4 separate regions of the Mus musculus genome follow, and all the other regions are linked to region 1. Evidence: chromatin contacts called from public promoter capture Hi-C data. All regions are on one chromosome and are shown on one strand. Each heading gives the region's core, a stretch centred on a gene start, on an enhancer-like site or on the middle of the called end of the contact. The rest is flanking DNA. Distances are from core to core; before and after follow the strand shown.

Evidence for each region. Promoter capture Hi-C pulls out the DNA fragments that hold promoters and counts their contacts. Capture Hi-C pulls out chosen DNA fragments and counts their contacts.
Region 2: a contact with region 1 is called in a promoter capture Hi-C map of pre-B cells. The contact joins the promoter of Stk24 here to the promoter of Dnajc3 in region 1. A contact is called at or near these places in 1 of 39 promoter capture datasets (pre-B cells), 1 of 484 Hi-C or Micro-C datasets (the G1E-ER4 cell line), 2 of 115 datasets of contacts at active chromatin or transcription factors (large pre-B cells and pro-B cells) and 1 of 9 other capture datasets (liver).
Region 3: a contact with region 1 is called in a promoter capture Hi-C map of pre-B cells, with 4 times the contacts expected there. The contact joins the enhancer-like site here to the promoter of Dnajc3 in region 1. A contact is called at or near these places in 1 of 39 promoter capture datasets (pre-B cells) and 2 of 115 datasets of contacts at active chromatin or transcription factors (astrocytes and large pre-B cells).
Region 4: a contact with region 1 is called in a promoter capture Hi-C map of liver, with 3 times the contacts expected there. The contact joins the promoter of Ubac2 here to the promoter of Dnajc3 in region 1. A contact is called at or near these places in 1 of 39 promoter capture datasets (liver) and 2 of 9 other capture datasets (adipose tissue and liver).

What each region holds. Positions count from the first base shown.
Region 1 is chr14:118,935,591-118,939,775 of GRCm38.p6, reverse strand. It overlaps Dnajc3 (DnaJ heat shock protein family (Hsp40) member C3), which reads right to left and starts at 1,844. Exons shown (of 12, transcript NM_008929.3): 1 at 1,606-1,844. The coding sequence starts at 1,687.
Region 2 is chr14:121,377,811-121,382,141 of GRCm38.p6, reverse strand. It overlaps Stk24 (serine/threonine kinase 24), which reads left to right and starts at 2,912. Exons shown (of 11, transcript NM_145465.2): 1 at 2,912-3,244. The coding sequence starts at 3,203.
Region 3 is chr14:121,346,572-121,350,740 of GRCm38.p6, reverse strand. All of the region lies in intron 1 of Stk24 (serine/threonine kinase 24), which reads left to right. Among named protein-coding and RNA genes, the nearest start is that of Stk24, 31 kb to the left of the region's middle. Within about 2 kb of position 1,695, at least 61 of the 459 cell types and tissues checked have an H3K27ac peak or open chromatin away from gene starts, as enhancers often do. A contact at or near this core is called in pre-B cells, where this site is marked.
Region 4 is chr14:121,876,293-121,880,863 of GRCm38.p6, reverse strand. Ubac2 (ubiquitin associated domain containing 2) reads right to left here and starts at 2,258. Exons shown (of 9, transcript NM_026861.2): 1 at 2,090-2,258. The coding sequence starts at 2,120. 1810041H14Rik (RIKEN cDNA 1810041H14 gene) reads left to right here and starts at 1,456. Exons shown (of 2, transcript NR_130999.1): 1 at 1,456-1,656; 2 at 3,853-4,005.

The DNA.
Region 1 (4,185 bases), core at 595-3,094:
TCCTGATCTGGTACTAGGAATGCAACTCCAGTCTTCTGCAAGGCCAACAAACACACTAACCATTTCTCCAGTCCCAAGATAAATTTTCATTAAGCTCTTGGAACACCAGCTCCCAGATGTGTAACACAGAGACTATCACATATCTCTGTGGAATAAGAGCTGGCTTACAGAAATGCTCTTTCCTTCTCCATCACCTGCCATTCTGCACAGGTAATACTCCTGGAAAAGCAACACTGGCTTTCTCCTCAGAGAGGCCACTGGTGCTTTCCTGACGGGAAAACTCGGAGTTTTCTTATAGAAATACCACAGTAGAGAGATGAAATGCTAAAAGTCCTAATCCTGCAAAGAACAGAAACTCGAATAAGGTGCTTGATCTACAAGCTCCTGGATGAGGTAAGGCAAACAAAAATAAGCACTCCCATGTCTGGAGAGTAAGTTAAATCGACACTAAGTAGAGCATAGACAACTTTCCCTTAAGTTACTAAAATAAGTCACTAATGATAACTGGGCACAATCAATGCAGATGGAAAGAATTAGAAAATGAAAGAAAGTTAGAACATATGACCCATACTAAAGTGGTCCAGGCCTTCAAATTCCAATCCCCTCACTTTTGAGGCTGGCTCCAACATCAAATTATTGGTCTCAATATTGCCACAGTACACATTCTGATTTGGGGTTCAAAGAACGTATGGTGATCAGGAAGCCAAAACCAACAAAAACCATACCTTTAATGGTTAAAAACCTAAGCATATGTCTTTAAAAAAAAGAAAGAAAGAAACCCGCATAGACTTCTATGATGGTTTCATCATAAACTGTTCCCAATTTCAGTTCCTCAGTCCCTCCAAATGGAATATTCAACTGTTTACTCTTTCCATGACAACTATCCCCAGACTTACAGGAATGAGTACAGAGCAGTGCCCAGGACAGATGTCACTACAGCACCGTAACCAAGTTGGGAAGTTCAGTGGGCATTTGGGGCTTCAATGTCTAACTCCTCCCCGCTCTGACACCCAAGATAGGACAGGCCTCTATTTTTTGCTATTCTGTTGGGAGTAGCCAACATTCCAGTCTGGAGCCCAGGGTGAAACGTAAGCGCTCCCTATTTTTTTTTTTAAGAGACTTTTTTTTTTTTTTTTTTTTGCGATGACTAGAAAAAGTAACGTCAGTGGGGGGACAAAGTTGAATGTCGCCTTGCTGGGAACTGTGAAGCCACAGCCAGCCCAGCAAGTTAGGCGCCGGGAGCTCCGAGCCCAGAGGTGGGCTTCTCCAGGCACCAGCCTAAGTTGCGCGCCCGACGCGGGGTCGTGAGGGAATGGGACTGGCTTCGGAAAGGGCCCTGGCCCGCCACTCCGGAACCGGGACCCGTCCCGTGCATGCCGCCGTTTCGCCTCCTCCCGGCACCCCCGATCCAGGGTCCCCCGGACGCCGGACTCCCGGCTGCGCTGGCCCAGGCCGCCGAAACCGGCCTCGCGCGCGCGGCCCGCCAGTCCCGCCTCTCAGCCCACGGAACCGGAACCGGGCTCGGACCCAGCCTCGCGCCCCGGAGCGCCGCTCCCAGCCGGGACCGGGACCCGAAGCCCGCCCCGGGAGCAGGGCGGGACTCACCTTCGTACTGCAGGTCCACCAGGACCAGCAGGAACGGGAACACCGCGCCCAGCCGGCTGCCCACCGAGCCGGGGGCCACCATGTCCAAGGGCGCCTGAGCCGAAGAGCAGGAAGGTGCGCGGCCCAGCAGCCCGCGCGGCCAACAGCCCGCAGCGAAGCGCCCCGTCCACTCGCTCGCTCGCTCGGTCAGCGCTCGGGCCTCAGCGGCGGCTGGCGCCCGGCGGCGGAAAACAGCGGTAGGCGGGGCCCGCGGAGCCACGCCCCGGGCGCCGCCGCCGCCCAATCGCCTTCCTTCTGGCCACAGAGCGGCCCAGCTCGCCCGGGTCGTGGTTGGCGCTGATTGGTTGTGGGGGCTGGCGCCCCGCCCCGCCTCTGATAGGATAACGTGGAAGCACAAGACGAGGCTGCGTCCGCTGGTCGTGGAGCTGTCAGCGGGCTCCAAACCGCCGCCGAGCGCCGAGGAGGAAGAGGCTGGGGAGGCCGGGCTGCGGCCGCCGAGTCCGCATGCGCGGGCCCTAGAGCCCTTCTGGGCCGGCCTCGCGGGCTGGCTTGGCAGGGGCGGCGGGTTCCTGGAGCGAGCCCAGATTCCTTCGGGTAGTGTTGGGGGATAAGGCGCCGCCGCCTGGGCTGGTAAGGCCAGAGAGTCTCAGGAAGTCTCCAGGGACGTCCGAGAGAGATGACTGGACTTCTTGAATGAAATGGGGGAAGAAACCCAAATAGCCACTCCGTGGGTGAAAAGGGGAAAAAAAAAGTTTATTCCAAACTGCGAAGGCTGTCTCTCGGGAAAGCAGAGAGAAGCGCTGCGCGGGCTGGGGTGATGGTGGGGATTTATCTTCTGGGTTATATGGGACCTTGACGGGCTAATAGACCCCACTGTCATAAGTTAATGGAAGAGCCAAATGTCCCTTTTCCCAGAGATAGGAGAATAACTCCACTTAGCAAGTAGGAACTATCTTCACCACCACCACCACCCCGAGGGAATGCTGGCTTTTGTCTAGATGCCCTACCTGGGGGAAAGGAATTTCTTGGGGGACCTGACACTATTGAGGTCTGCTAGTGGATCAGAGATGCAAGAGCCATTCTACCAAGTCTCACAGTTGGTCTGGGTGGCTCTCTTAAAATCCGCAGTCCTCTCAGTCTCGCCAAAGAAACTTCCAGAATCACTTTTTTTTTTAGGTTGGCTTAATGGTTTCTGGGGCTATTTCCTGCCCTAGACTAAGTATCTATTGATGCATCCTTAAAATGCTTCCAGTGCCTTTAGCTCACCCTACATAACAAAGTCCCTACCCATTACTTGCTCAGTCTTCAGTATTAGCCCTCTGCTTTCCCAAGCAATGACCTTAGTTTGGAATAAACTTTTCTCTTATACACCCACCAAGTGTCTATTTGGGTTTCTTTACTGTGCCTATTTCATTCAAAGACATAAGAACTTGGACAAGATTGTCGTTAAATTAATCAGGTAGGTTACGCCCATAGCTGCTCTGTTTGAACAGACACTATATGGCAGCAACGTTTTACACATCGCTAAATAACGTGGGTTTGTTATTCAAAGCTTTTGATACCTTAGTGTTACTTCATGCTTACAAGGACTTACACATTATGATGACTTTTGAATGAAAAAAAGGACGTGGCTGCTCTTAGGTATGGTGTAGGTAAAAGGGAGATAGAGACATCTGGGAGAGTGGACATGGCCCTGAGCTGTGTGAGAAAAGGGGGAAGGGAACCAGGTGCAGCAGCCAAGAGGGCAAAGGTTACCAAAAAGAAAAAGAAAGATGGCTGGCCAAAACGGCTGGGTTATATAGGGAAGCGCCTCTGGAGGAAGGGAAGCCCAGCCCCAAAGCTGGAGAATTCTGAGTAAAGGGCTGGACTTGCCTGCCATAGCTGCAACACATAGGGACTGAGGGATGTTGGGAGAACTTTGCTATGTTAAATAGGACCTCAGCCATTTGTCTCAAATTTGAAACCTAACATATTTGTGATTTCCTGAAGATACACTACAAAGGGTGAAAAAAGGAAGAAAGGTCTTGTTCTGTTCCAAAGAAATAGAATGTGCCGGGCATGGTGGTGCATGCCTTTAATCCCAGCACTCAGGAGGCAGAGGCAGAGGCAGGCGGATTTCTGAGTTTGAGGCTGGTCTACAAAGTGAGTTACAGAACAGCCAGGGCTATACAGAGAAACCCTGTCTCAAAAAACCAAATTGGGAGAGAGAGAGAGAGAGAGAGAGAGAGAGAGAGAGAGAGAGAGAGAGAATGTAAAGGAAATGGTTCCTGGTTGGAAGAAATGAGTCCCTGGTGAGCCTTGGTGAAAAGCACACTATTTAGATTCAGGGAATCAGGGCTATTATATCAATTGTCCTCATCTGTAGACTGGGTATGACCCCAAACCCTCAACAGTGAAGTTTTATGAAGCAGGTTAATGTTCTTCTAAACTGTAGTAGTGTCCAAAGATGTTGCTAAAGAGCAAAATATAGGAGCAAAATTAAAAAAAAAAATTTTAAAAAGCAAAATGAAGAAGCGTCAGGTGTTGTTGAAATGTGTTTGTTTGAGATACACACAGACACATGACTCATAAGGTGGAGTG
Region 2 (4,331 bases), core at 1,663-4,162, 2.4 Mb before region 1:
AAAGGAGGGATCAACTGGCCTAGGAATGTTGGGTAATACCAATAAAGGATGCAGCCGAACCAGTAACTCCTGTGTGACTTCCTCTCTTTCCACAGGCACAGTACTCAACACGGTCTAAGAAGTAAAGTTCACCCAGTGAGGGAACAAGAAGGGTAAGAGGAAGGAGAGAGCTTCAGTCAGCGAGGGAACAAGAAGGGTACGAGGAAGGAGAGAGCCAGCTCCCAAAAGCCAGTCGCGGTGTCCGGATAACTCAGTTCCTGTTGGAAGTGACAAGTTCTGATCCTCATCTGTGTTGGGGTACAAAAGGAGATGTTGTGTTAGGGTATAAAAGGAGATACTGATTAGCTTTGTAAATTATGTCATGTTGCACTTCAGTCTCTGTGGCCTCGATACTGAAAATTAGCTCAACAAAGCCAGTTACAAGTTTTCTGTAGTTTATTGGTCAAAGAACAGTTCTCCAACACTTCTGATTGTCCCCTTTCTCTTCGTCCTCAGTCATGCTATTGGTTTGACTGTGCTGATCCTAAGCACACATTTTAGCATGGTGTCTTCATAGGTGGAGGTTAGCAGAGACTGAAGAAACCATTTTTAAGTCCAGGAATAATAATCACTGCTAAATCCTGGTGTATAGCTGGACTTTTTTTTCTGTGCATAGATGTATAATTCCAGTAGCTTGTGATCAGTCTACCCTTTTTATTTTTTATTTACCTATTTATTATTTTTGGTCTCACCTAGCCCAGATTGGTCTGTATCTCAGTATGTAGGAGAAACTGGCCTTGAACTCCTGATTTTCCTGTTTCTACCTCCTAGTGTTAGGACTTCAGATTACATATTATTGTTTTGTATCCTATATTTTCCTGACACTATGTAATAAAACTATCTTTCTACATTACTGCATTAGTTACATCTCCCTAGCTGCTGTGACAAAGCACCAGGACAAAGGCAGCTTTTATAACAAAGTATCTATTTGGGTGAATTGCTCCAGAGGGTCTAGAGTCAGTGGTGGCAGGGGAGCTTGGCAGGCATGACAGCAGCATAGGAAGTTGATTGCTCAGGTCTTGAACCATAAGCACCAAGCATAGAGAAGAGCACTGGGCAAGGCTTTGAAACATCAAAGCTCACCATCACTCCCACCAGGAATTCTTCCTCCAGCAAGGCTGGGTTGCTTATACCTCCCCAAATAGCACTCACCCACTGGGGAGCAAGTGTTCAGATACATGAGCCTCTGAGGGACATTATCACAATTACTAAACATGACCTACTAAAATATCTTTTCTTCTTTTTTTTTTTTGGGGGGGGGGTCATGTTCTTTAGAAAGTGTCTCCCTGTATAACCCTGGTTGTCCTGGAACTATATAGACCAGGCTGGCCTTGAACTCACAGAGATCTGCCCGCTTCTGCCTCCCAAATGCTGGGGTTAAAGGCTTGTGCCACCACACCTGGTGAAGTAGTAGTAGTAAGAAAGTACTCTTTATGTAATCAGACATTTCCAAGGCTGAAAGTCGCTGCCTCTTGGTAGAGACTCCTGTATTTCTGGTCATTCTTTCATGTTATTCTAGGTAGAATTTGAGGTTGAATAATATATGCCTTTTCAAGATTCATGGTCTTGATCATTTTCCCTTGTATTCATTAAGTACTCCATTTTTTTTTCTTTTCTTTTTAGGTTTCTTCTGCTTAGGGAACACATAAACTCTTGGTTATATGGGTTCATACTTTTAATGTTTTCAGTTTACTCTTTAGAAGTGGCAACGCATCTCAGTCAGGTGACCAGGAGTAATCATGCAAGCCTTCTAATACATCTTAGCATCCTGGAGGTCTCCTAGGCTAGGTTTCCAAAGGGTATTCGGCTTACTTTAACTTCTGATGCAGGACCCAGAGGGAGCCTGTGTTCTTGGAATACAAGGACACCTCAGAGAATAATCTCTTCTCTACCTTAGTCGAGGATTTATGCGTCCTCTATTTCTGAACTCTTGGGGACTCATTTTGTATGGTTAACCTTGCACAGCTGTGGGGCAAAGCGGGCACTCCTGAATGAGGCCTCAGGGTCCCTATGGCGAGAGACACAGCGATTCTGACTCTTAGACCACTTCCTATTTGCCACTTGTAAATAAAGTACTTCCTGGAACCGCATGGATTCACTCCATCCTTCCTTGTTTGCTGCAGAAGCGGCAGCTTAGGAGGAGGGCAGAGCTGGTGCCCAGAGAGGGCCTACGGCCTTAGGAGCAGTGAAGCGAGGGGAGGGCTGGGTAAGAGTCGGGACGCGGTTTCCTTCTATTGTCTTCCCTTCCTCCAGCACCCCTCCGCACCCCACTTTTCCCTTCTTGTGCGCAGCGCAGAGATGGCGGGGCCCAGCCCTTCCTCTGTCCAGCTAAGTTTCCACAGCCGGCGGCCCAGGCGAGGCTGAGTTCAGTACCCAAGGCAGTGCACACAAACCGCCCTCTCTACCCTTGGGGTTTCTTCCTTGATCTGGCTGGAAACTTCGTACAGTGAGGACGCTCCGGCCGGGGCTTTTGGAATAGGCCCCAGGCTAGGCCCCTCTGGGGACACCCCGAGTGCAGACTCTGGCCTCTGGAGGGCCAGGGCGGGTGGAGAGGGAAGGGTAGGAGTGGGCGGTGCTCTTCGCTCCCCCAAACTCAGCTCTCTTCCGCGCGCGAGGCCCACCCCGCGGTTCCGAAGGACCCCGGCGCACAGCACCCGAGAGCGCCCGCCTGCCCGCCGGGCCCCGGGGACCCCGCCTGCGCGCCCGCAGGGAGGCGCGACTGCGGCCTAGGGCGCCCGGCGGCTCCTCCCCTCCCCCTCCCCCTCCCGGAAGCGCGGGGCGGGGTCCCCGGCCGGGCCGCGGGGGCGGGCGCGGGGGCCGGGCCGGGGCGGGGCGCGGCGGACTGTGCGCGCCCACTCGGCTCCAGGCGGCCAGCGCTCGCGGGCCCAGGCCGCCCGGCTCGACCTGAGCACCGCGGCGGCGCAGCGACGGGATCCCTGGAGAAGCAGCCGCAGTCTCGAGACGTCCCCCGCGCCCCCCACTGCCCGCCCCAGGCTCAGTGTATGGGGCCGCGGCCCGCCAACCTTCGTTGAGACCGTCCCCGGGGTGCGGTGGCCTCGGGCTCCAGAGCCCGCCCCGCCACCCGAGGGCTGCGCGCGGCCCCGGGCCTGCTCGCCGCGCGGCTCCGCGCGTCCCGGGCCAGGAAGTGGCGGCGCCGAGCGCCATGGCCCACTCCCCGGTGCAGTCGGGCCTGCCGGGCATGCAGGTAGGTTGGGGTGGCCCGGTCGGGCTGCGGCCAGGGCGGAAGCGGGCAACTTGGCGGTGTCAACACGCCCCCCCTCCCCCCAACCAGCCGGGCCCGCTTCTCCGGGATCTTCGCCGACTCGGGCGGCGGGGATCTCGGGTGTATGCACGTGGAGGGGCTTTGGGGTCTGCGGCCTGGGGCCGAGGTGGGGTGCAGGAGCTTTGCGCTCCCCAAGTCCGACGCGCAGGCCGAGCGCCCATCCCGGGCAGGAGTCTGAACTAGTGTCCTTGGAGGCCCCGCTTTGGTGCCTGGGCCCTATGTGGGCCTGGGACAGGGATAGCGGCACTCTGGGGTCCGTCCTCAGTTAGCAAAAGTCCCTCCCCAGACCCCTCAAGCGGGAGACCCGAGCGCAGGGCGGGAGCGCGCCCCGGCTGGTCACAGTCCGGGCGGGCCGCAGGGCGGGGTGCAGGAAGATGTAACCTCGCATCGGAGCCTGTAGTTCTGGTGCGGAAAGTGCGAGGTTGCAAACTCGGGAGGCGGAACCCACACCTCCGCGAGCGCCCTGGTGTGCAGAGCCCAGGTTCATCCCTCGGGTGCCAGGACTCCGCTGCTGGACTTTCACTTTGAGACCGGTTGGCATCCAGAGGAACTGTGTGCTAGCGGGCTTCTTGGTGCACACTTTGTATCTTCTTAGCCTGCCAGTGACTTTTTCTTCGGAGGGGAAGGGGGCGGTGAGGGGACGGAGTTGAATTTCAAGTTTATATGGATGCACGAACTTTTTTTTTGCTATTGAGGATGGTTTTCTGCACTTTGAAAAACAATCACTTGTCTGTTCAAACTTGTAAAGTTTGTGAGCGTATATAATAAATACAGACATAATGATTGCGATTAAGATAGCAAGACCAGTCAAAGTTTTGCTTTCCCAAGGAAGTGAACGGAAGAGTTTTGCTTAAAAAAAAACAAACAAAAATCAACAACAACAAAAAAAAAACAAAACACCTCAGAATATCCAAGGTTATCAGTTTATAGATGCAGCAGGCGCCTTCTCTCTGGCTTCAGGGTTGAGCCGCATGGACCTTGCTTGCCTCTTACTGCTTCTGCCACTTCT
Region 3 (4,169 bases), core at 446-2,945, 2.4 Mb before region 1:
GTACAACCATCAATAGGAAATTCTGGTTTCTGCTTGTGTCCTGGGCTCCTTCTTGCCATATGCTTTCCTTTCTTTTTGCATGTGATTTCTGTGTGATACTGCAGGTCACTTGACACTGCTCAAGGACACTATACTTTTGACCATCAAAATTGAGCTAAGTAAACTTTTTTTTTTTTTGTGATTTAGCTTCAGGCATTTCATTATAGCTACAGAAAACAGATTTATATAGTCCATGAAGTTTGCCTGTATTTCAGTTACCATCTGTAAAATGGAGGGCTAGAAGCTGGAATCAGAGTCCTCGTGGAGATGTTTTTCTGGTGATGGTTGTCTGAATGACTGTATTGTTTTAGACGGTCTTTTTGTCTTTCACCTAACGGGAAAGTAGGCTGGGAACACTGCTTATTCGGCAGTATTTATTTAGGATCGCAAACCTCCCAAAGGATTGCTTATTTAAGTCTATCCTTAAAATACTTTAAAGTGGCTGACGTACTGTTTAGCATTGGGGCTGGTGGAAGGCCGTGCCAGGAAAACACCGGCTAAGTGCTGATTTCCATGTCCAGAGCGTAGTGCAGTCAAGTGTGGCCTTCCAGCTGGGTAGAACCTAGGGAAGTTATAAATGGCCTGTGATTGAAATCCATGAGGAGGATGCTGGAGAAGAGTGGTGAGGGGACAGAATGAGAAACCATGGCTCTGGGTAGTCTCAGGGAAAAGGCTGTGCTTAGGGGGAACCCGCACAGTCTTGTTTTTTCATATGTAAGATTTTACTTCTCCGCTGTGACGGCACCAGGACATCAATAGTGATGGAATATATCTCTCACCATTGACCACACCGCTGAGCACCAAGGCAGCAGTAGTGATGGGTGTGTGGAAATGAACATAATGTGCATCACTTTCATAGTCCCAAGAATTCATTGGCAGACAAATTAGCCCTGGGCTTCAGGGATGCTCCTGCATGCAATTCACTAAGTAAATAAGAAGCCCTCATGCTGTTGAGGTATGTCCTCAAATCTTGTCTCTGCCAGTGTTTGCTTCAGGAAGTGGTAAGGGTTAGGCAGTTTGCTTCTTGATGCGAGACCCATCCCTAGAGAGGTAATAGTAAAGTAGCTACTTAAAAGTACAATGTAACAGATCTGACGCTACATCGCTACATTGAGGGCTTTGTGAGGAAGGGTGTTATTACATCAACAGAAGCAACCACTGTACTTCACGGCAATCTGCAGTCCAAGGAATTTTCATTCCTTTGGAGGCAGGATCTTGTGTGTAGGTTGACCTTGAACTTGAAATCCTCCTTGGAGTTCACAGCTGTGCACCACTGCCTGTCTCAGGGCACCACAGATACTGTGTTTCCGGTTGCTTAGAGGAAGAACAGATGTAAAAAGTGTGTTTAAGTCTTCAAGTTTCAGATCACAGCAAAGCAGCTCTTCCTCCTCTGGACATATATGCTCTCACCCTATACCAGGTATTTTTCCAGAAGCAGGAGAGAGAAGGCCCAGGAAAAGGCATTTGCCCTTAGGGATCCTGTGGTCTTGTTGTATAAAGATGGATCAAATGCAGTTTTCTTTAAAATAGCTTTGCTGAGATGCATTTATGCTCCAGGACGCCCACTTCAGATGTGCAATTCAGAGACTGTACTGAGAACGTGACCAAAGGATGTACCTGTCTTAACTCCCTCTCCGTTCCATCACAGCTCCGTGCAGTCTGTCTCACATCTCAACCCAAAGACCACAGCATGTCTACTTTATATGTTGTGGCTCTGTAACTTTGCCTTCCTCTGGCTTTTTCTATGAATGGAAACACATGCCATTGGCTCTTTCCATATAGCACGGTGATGGTGATGGTTGCGTGTACGTGTCTCAGTTGTTTCTGTGTCTGTGGTCCTGGGAACGGAACCTAGAACTTTGTGCTTGCTGGGTGCTTTTCATAACACTTAGCTACGTCTCCAACCCTCTTGCTCCTTTTTTATCGTAACAGAGGTTCTCAGTAGTCTACAGCCCAGACAGGCCTTGATTCATCTTTGAACAGCAGCAGTTTGTAGTGGTCCTGTTTCTCTGGACCTCCTGACCACCTGGTGGGCAGCATCAGAAAAATCGGGAGTTTTGCAGAGATGACTTCCTGTTTCGCAGAACAGCAGAGCTCTGCTTAACTGGACAAAGACCTCGGGCCCTTCTGACCCGGAAGACTGCTTTCCTAAGTGCTGGGGGCTTCCGGGAGGACTGCAGGCCTGGGAGTGGTTGGAGCTGAGCGGAATGCTGCAAATTTGAGCAGCTGCACGCCTGGGTCATTTGTGAGCATCCTCCTGGCAACTTGCCCAGGCACAGAACAGTGACATGGTCTGGCCTGGGTCCTCTCCTCAGAGCTGAGAATCTGATGGGGGAGTTTGGGCTGTCTCCTTAGTGTGTATATAATGAGGTGGTAGGGATGTTCCCGGTTAAGCTACTTGCCTTTGAGCATTCTCCTCTTGGGACTGCAGTGTTTCCTCTTGTCTGCTGGTACCTTGCTGGGTCCTTGTCCTGCAGGCAGCAGGAATAGCGCCTGCCTCTGGGTTATCTTCCTGATACACCTAGCTGACCTTACCGAATGCCACCTGTCTGACAGGCTTTGTCCTGTGTTAACTAGCTCAGTGTAAGGGATGAACAACTCAGAGCAAATAATACAGAGGTACAGAGGTAAAAGCCCATTCTAGGAAAGGATTTCTGCCTCAGATGCACTCAGTGATGGTAGATGCGTGAAGATGAGCAGTCCTGGCCTTCTCTATCTGAAGTCTCCCGAGAAGACCTGCTGACCCTTCAGTAGACTTCTGTTACTTTACAATGAAAGTGAATGTCCTTGATGAATAGCCTGTCCTTCAGAGCCGGGTCTGAGGGAGTCATGGTGAGGCAGAGCGGGAAGAGGACTCACTAGAGTTCTGCCAGTACTCTCTAAGTCTCTAAGGGACTTGCGCTACACTTCGGAAGGAAGTAGGAGCTGTCAGGGTAGAGTTAGAATGTGCTTACAGGCCTGTCATTGGGCAGCTGGAATGGTGGTAGTAAGACGACGTGTTTTTTTGGTGTTGGTAGATTGGTGCACCAAAAATGCTTCTGAAAATTGTGGCATTTCCTGGTGGTGTTGGCCATCATCCCCACCCCCACCCCCCCAGTATAAGCAATCGCTGGCCTGGTTAGGCAATGTACCGGTTGTTCCATATCAGCCGTCTGATGGTCTGGCGCAGGGTTTGACGGCTGCTGCTTTAAGCCAGCACCTGTCAGCTCAATGGCTTGTGAGCAAAAAGAGGTGTGTACGTGTGTGTGTGTGTGTGTGTGTGTGTGTGTGTGTGTGTGTGTATCTGTCGGTGTGTGTGTCTGTGTTTCCATGCGCCCTCAGTCTGGCGCGGCACCACAGAGTTCTCATTTCTCTAAGCACGGGACGGCTGATGTGGTGCCAGTTGTCCAAGGGCACAGAGCCTCAGGGTTTCAATGAGAAGCAGGGCTTGGCTAGCACGGAGTGACTTGTGCATGCTGCTGTTCTTGCTCTGTCCCTGATGCCCCCCTAAGCTAGGGCAGAAGACCCTCATGCCCACCTGTGTGAGTTTTTGAGGAGGTAAGCTCGCTCTTTAGTGGCCTTTAAAAGCCAAGTTCCCTCAGGTAAAAGAAACACTTTCATTGATTGAAGCCTGCATATCCCCAGTTTGGCTTGGTTTCTAGAATGCTAGGTTTCTTGACACTCACTGTTCCTGCTTTTATAAAATATTCATGGGAAGGTGAGTTTACCTGCAAGGCGGCATCAGGTTTCATTCCTGGTGGTGTGATAGTGTGACTAGGGTGTGCCTTGCCAGGTAGGCATCCCTGGAATCAGGTGAGCAGTGAGGAATGTGGCTTCTACAGTACTTTGCTGAATACTGCTCACAGCCCACAGGAGACCTGGCTTCCACCCCACTCACGGCTGTGCGTGAGATTGTGCAAGCTTTGGCCTCGGATTTTCTGCACCCTACTGTGAAGTTCCTGTTCCCTTCTCATGGGACTGTTCTTTTAAGTCAGCCAGCATGTTCTTTCTTGAGTGGAATTGCTGTGGTTACTGGACTGCATAGACCCTCAGCATTTCTCATGGTTCTTCGTTGTTCTGCATTTTGGTGATAATAAAAAGTGCCAGTATTCATGTACCAATGAACTGTATAATTTATTTGTGATATTTCA
Region 4 (4,571 bases), core at 1,009-3,508, 2.9 Mb before region 1:
AGAACTTGGGAGGCAGAGGCAGGTGGATCTCTTGAGTTTGAGGCCAGCCTGGTCTACAGAGTGAGTTCCAGGACAGCCAGGGCTACACAGAGAAACCCTGTCTTGAAAAAAAAAGAAAAAGAAAACAAAACAAAACAAAAGGAAAGAAAAAGAAAAAGTCATTACATTCAGGAACGGCCAAATGACTGATCTAGGGAGAACCACCACTAAGCTCTATTGTCAAAATCAGAAACATTGAACCTAAGACTTGCCTAACACCGTGTTTCCAAAACCAAACAGTTCACAGGTCCTGGATGCTTGTCAAATGCACACCTAAAGCATGACCTAAGCCATCCCAGTAACTCCTCCGCTCTGAACACCGGCTCGAGGGAGCTCAAGAGGGACCTATAACCTCAGCTTTCCCTAGGCTACAGTTGGCCCTGAGAACACACCTGTTCAACACGCACCCATGCCAGCTATAACAAATGATTACCTTTCTTAAAGCTGTGCTACAAATGCGACTACAACCTAATCCATACTGTGCTGCCCTCGATCAGATTTCTCCCGTGTGCATATGTGTGCGCACGTGTGTGTGCACGTGTATACCTGTGTGCATGCTGATATTGGGATGTCTTTCTGAATCACTCCACTTTTTTTGACACAGTAAACTGGCTGGCCAGCAAAGCCCTGGGGAATCTCCTGCCTCCACCTCTCACTGGTGAGTTATAGACACACACTGCATGCCTTAGCTTTTACATGGGTATTGAGAATTAGAACTCAGATATTCATGCCTGCAGGACAAGCTTCATAACCACTGAGCCATGTCCCCAGACTGTCACTTTTTAACTTTTACATGTTTGGTACAAAAGGGTGCCTCAAGATGCTGAGAACAACTAAAATCGAAGAAATCTGCTGTTGACAGATCCACCCACATAGTGTAACCCTAGGAAAGCCACACTACCTTATTCATCCAAACAGTAGTTTGAAGACCAACTCACTAGTAGTTCTGATGGATTCTGGGGCCAATACGTCAACGTTTCCATAACTTAAATTAGGTACTAAATATGGAGATCATAAACAACATTAAACCTACTTCAAAGCCTGAGATTACGGTGAGAGGTGAGGACGACTTTAAATTATGTCGCTGGCTCTGACAGTCAGCTCTCAGACTATGTAACAGGAGTGTTCTTTGAAAGGCTCATGACGTTCACAACAGAATGTACCATCTGGAGATGCCAGGCACTTCTGTGCTCTAGCAACATTAACTTCACACGCAGAGATGGGAAATACCGACAGAGAAAGAAACTGCGAACTGCGGCTTGTTCAAACAGTTTGCTGTTAGTGTATCAATGCCTAATCTCAACACTGTTTAGTTAAGAGTCCACTCTCTAAAGTCAACTCAACATAATGTCGTGGGGGGGGGGGGTGCCTGGAGGTTGAATAAACTTCTCCGCCCTCTACCTGCTGACCACCGCAGACACTCCTGGAGAGTGCAGCGGCATCCAGAAGCAAAGCTTGCATTCTCTTGCCAAGTGACTTCCTAACTTCACTGAAAAGCGCTCACTTTTTCAGCTCGCAAAAACTCTTCAAGGACAACGGGTAAGATGTACGTGGAAGTTAATATTGAGGGGGCAGATTCTGGAGCGGAGGATGAAATTCACACGTTCCAGGAATCAGGTGGGTCCCAAAGAAGCCTGTATGAATGAAGGGGGAGAGGGAACCGAGCAGGGTTCCAGCGTCGCCCCCACGGGAACATCTTCCAGCCCCGCACTCGAGTCGCCAAGTGCGTGCGTGGGCCCGGGCCACGAGATGAGCGGGGCACCCGGCTGGACCCTAACTGCCCAGCCCACCTGCAGCAGGGCAGGAGCTGCTGCGCACCTTGTGGGAGACGCCGGGAGCGGAATGGACGTGGCACCCCCTCGGCCCTCGGGGCTATGGTGGGTGCGGCGCCCGCTGCCCCCTAAGAGCAAGAACTGACAAGGCTCGGGCGCGGGAGGCAAGGGGCCCCCAGCCTCCTGCAACCCCGAGTCCCCCGCTGCCCCGAGCCGGGTCCGGGAAGAGCTCGGAATGGAGCGAAGGGCGGCCCAAGGATGAGGGAACCGGTACTCACAAAGCCCACTGGAGCCGGTGCTGGTGAACATGGTCCCGCCGGGCCCGGAGCCCCCGCGGGGCGTCAGGGGGAGGGGAGGCAGAGGTGGAGAGCCCCCAGCGACCGCGCAGGCGCACTGTCAACCAGCGAGCGAAGTCGGCCCGGCGAGGCGCTCCGGAGCCGCCAGGAAGAAGGCGCATGCGCAGCCCGTGGGGCGTGCACACTCGGCCAGAGCCCGCCCCTTCCTTCCCAGAGAGGAAGTGCGTAGGTGCGGGCGAGCCGGATGGTAGCTGCTTCCGGTAGTTCGGGGCGGGTTTGGCGCATGCCAGAATTCCCAGTACAGAACCTTACGGCGTGAAGCGCCGTGAGCGAGCCGGTTCTTCCGCCACAGAACACCAGGCCTTTCTCGAGACCTCTGACCTTTCACTGGGCGAGACGGCCGCGAGTCCCACGCATGCTCAGTACTTCCGTGTGGGCCTTGGCGCTCAGTGAACAGTCTGCTTCCGGTGACCCACCAAGCACCTGGGGTTGCTGGGGTGAGGGTGGACAAGACGGCTAGTAGAAGAAAAAGTTTTAAAAATACACTTAGCTTTCTGTTCCGGGCAGTGGTGGCGCACGCCTTTAATCCCAGCACTTGGGAGGTTGAGTTCGAGGCCAGCCAGGTCTTAGAGAGTGAGTTCCAGGACAGCCAGGGCTTGGGGGGGGGGGGGGGGACTGTATGTTCATCCAGTTGAGTTATTTCGCAGGAAAATTATTTCCTTATGATCTTCGCAGAAGCTGATTCCCACAAAATCTGTAGCCCACTTAAGACTGGTTCTCAAACTATGGGGTCCCTGGGAGCACTGAAGGGTGTTCAGAAGACCCGGCCGATTTTTGTAGTAATGCTAAAACGTGTATTTTTCCTTTCCCGTTCTTTTTCATCCATGAGTAGTAAGGTTTTCCAATTAACCAGCGCCTGATAAACCAACTGGAACTGCAGGACGACCAAGTGCGTGTTAAGGCAGATCCCCAGTTGCAAGTAATCTAGAAGCCACCATTTAAACTTTGACATTTTATGGAGGGAAAAATGCCATTTAATCTAAGTGCTTGCTTTTCTAATTCCAGACCTACTCTGGGTGAGCTTTTCTTCATATACTTCATCCAAAACATCACAACAAACTAAAAAGAGAGAAGTGCGCAGGGAATCCCCACAGGGTATTGAGCCAGGCATTAAAAGCATTCTTCCTTAAAATGGTTTGCCTAGGAAAGTACCCGGTGTCAAAACTGAATGGTTGAATTTGGACATTTTTGCCTGATTCATCTAAGAAATGGCCCTATAGTGGTTAAATACATAGAAACGAGGGGGATAGTGTAGATTTAAGGAAAGCTTCAAAGTCACATTATGTCTCTTAAATTACTGTTTTGAAATTTAATCCTGTCTACTTAAGTCCTATATATTATAGATAGTAACCACTTATGGTAAACTAATATAAACTATAAAAGGTTATTATCTAATCAGGGTTAGAGAGGAAGAAATGAAGTAAATTCCTCATTCCGTTGAACATTAGTATGTTTGGAAGATCTGAAATCTGAAAAGATAGAAAGCTGTGAGATGAACAGTAGTCAGAAGTTTTGTAGCAGTTGCACATACTGACTGATATCAACATGAAAACTCAATCGTCACAAATTCAGGGCTCATAGGAAATGAAAACACTTGAGTGGAAATATACCAAAAATGAAGTGGTCAAAACTTGAAACTCTTGAAAATTATTCCACAGGAAACACTTTTTTTTTTCCTCTTCCAGTATCGTGAACATCAGTGCAGCAGTTCTGGTCACCTGGATTTATAAACACCAAGAAGTAGCAACAGCCAGTGTGCAAGTCACTGACAACCCAAGTCACCAAAAATCTTACTGAGAACCCATTAGCTCCTTGAATTAAAGATTATTTTGTGAAAAGAGGCTTGATCGTCTTGTTCTGCACCTGAAATAAAGCATTTCCCATTCTGTTGTTTTAAAATATTTACTCTGTAACAAGTGTACATAATTTTGTTTTTATAATAAAAAAGTAGTGATACCAAAATATGGGACAACTTAGATATATATTTTACCTATGTCAGAAGTGTTAAGCGAAGGGATTAAGTTGCACGCAGGGTTAATATTGAAGAATTTTAACATTTTCAGCGTTTAATCATTCTCAGAGATTTCTTCACAGTTCCTATCTGTAGTAGATAAAGGCTAGTTTGGAAGACAGTGGCTTAGAACAGTATTCCTAATGTTTTTTTAAAAGGCTCATTTTTATTTAACATGTATGAGGGTCTGCTTGTATGTATGTAGGTGCACCATGTGTGTGCCTAGTGTCAAAGGAGACCAGCAGAGGACACCAGATCCTCTGAAACGAGTTACTGGTGGTTGTGAGCAACCATGTAGATGCTAGGACCAAACCTGGGACATAAGAAAGAACAGGCAGGGGGCTGGTGAGATGGCTCAGTGGGTAAGAGCACCCGACTGCTCTTCCAAAGGTC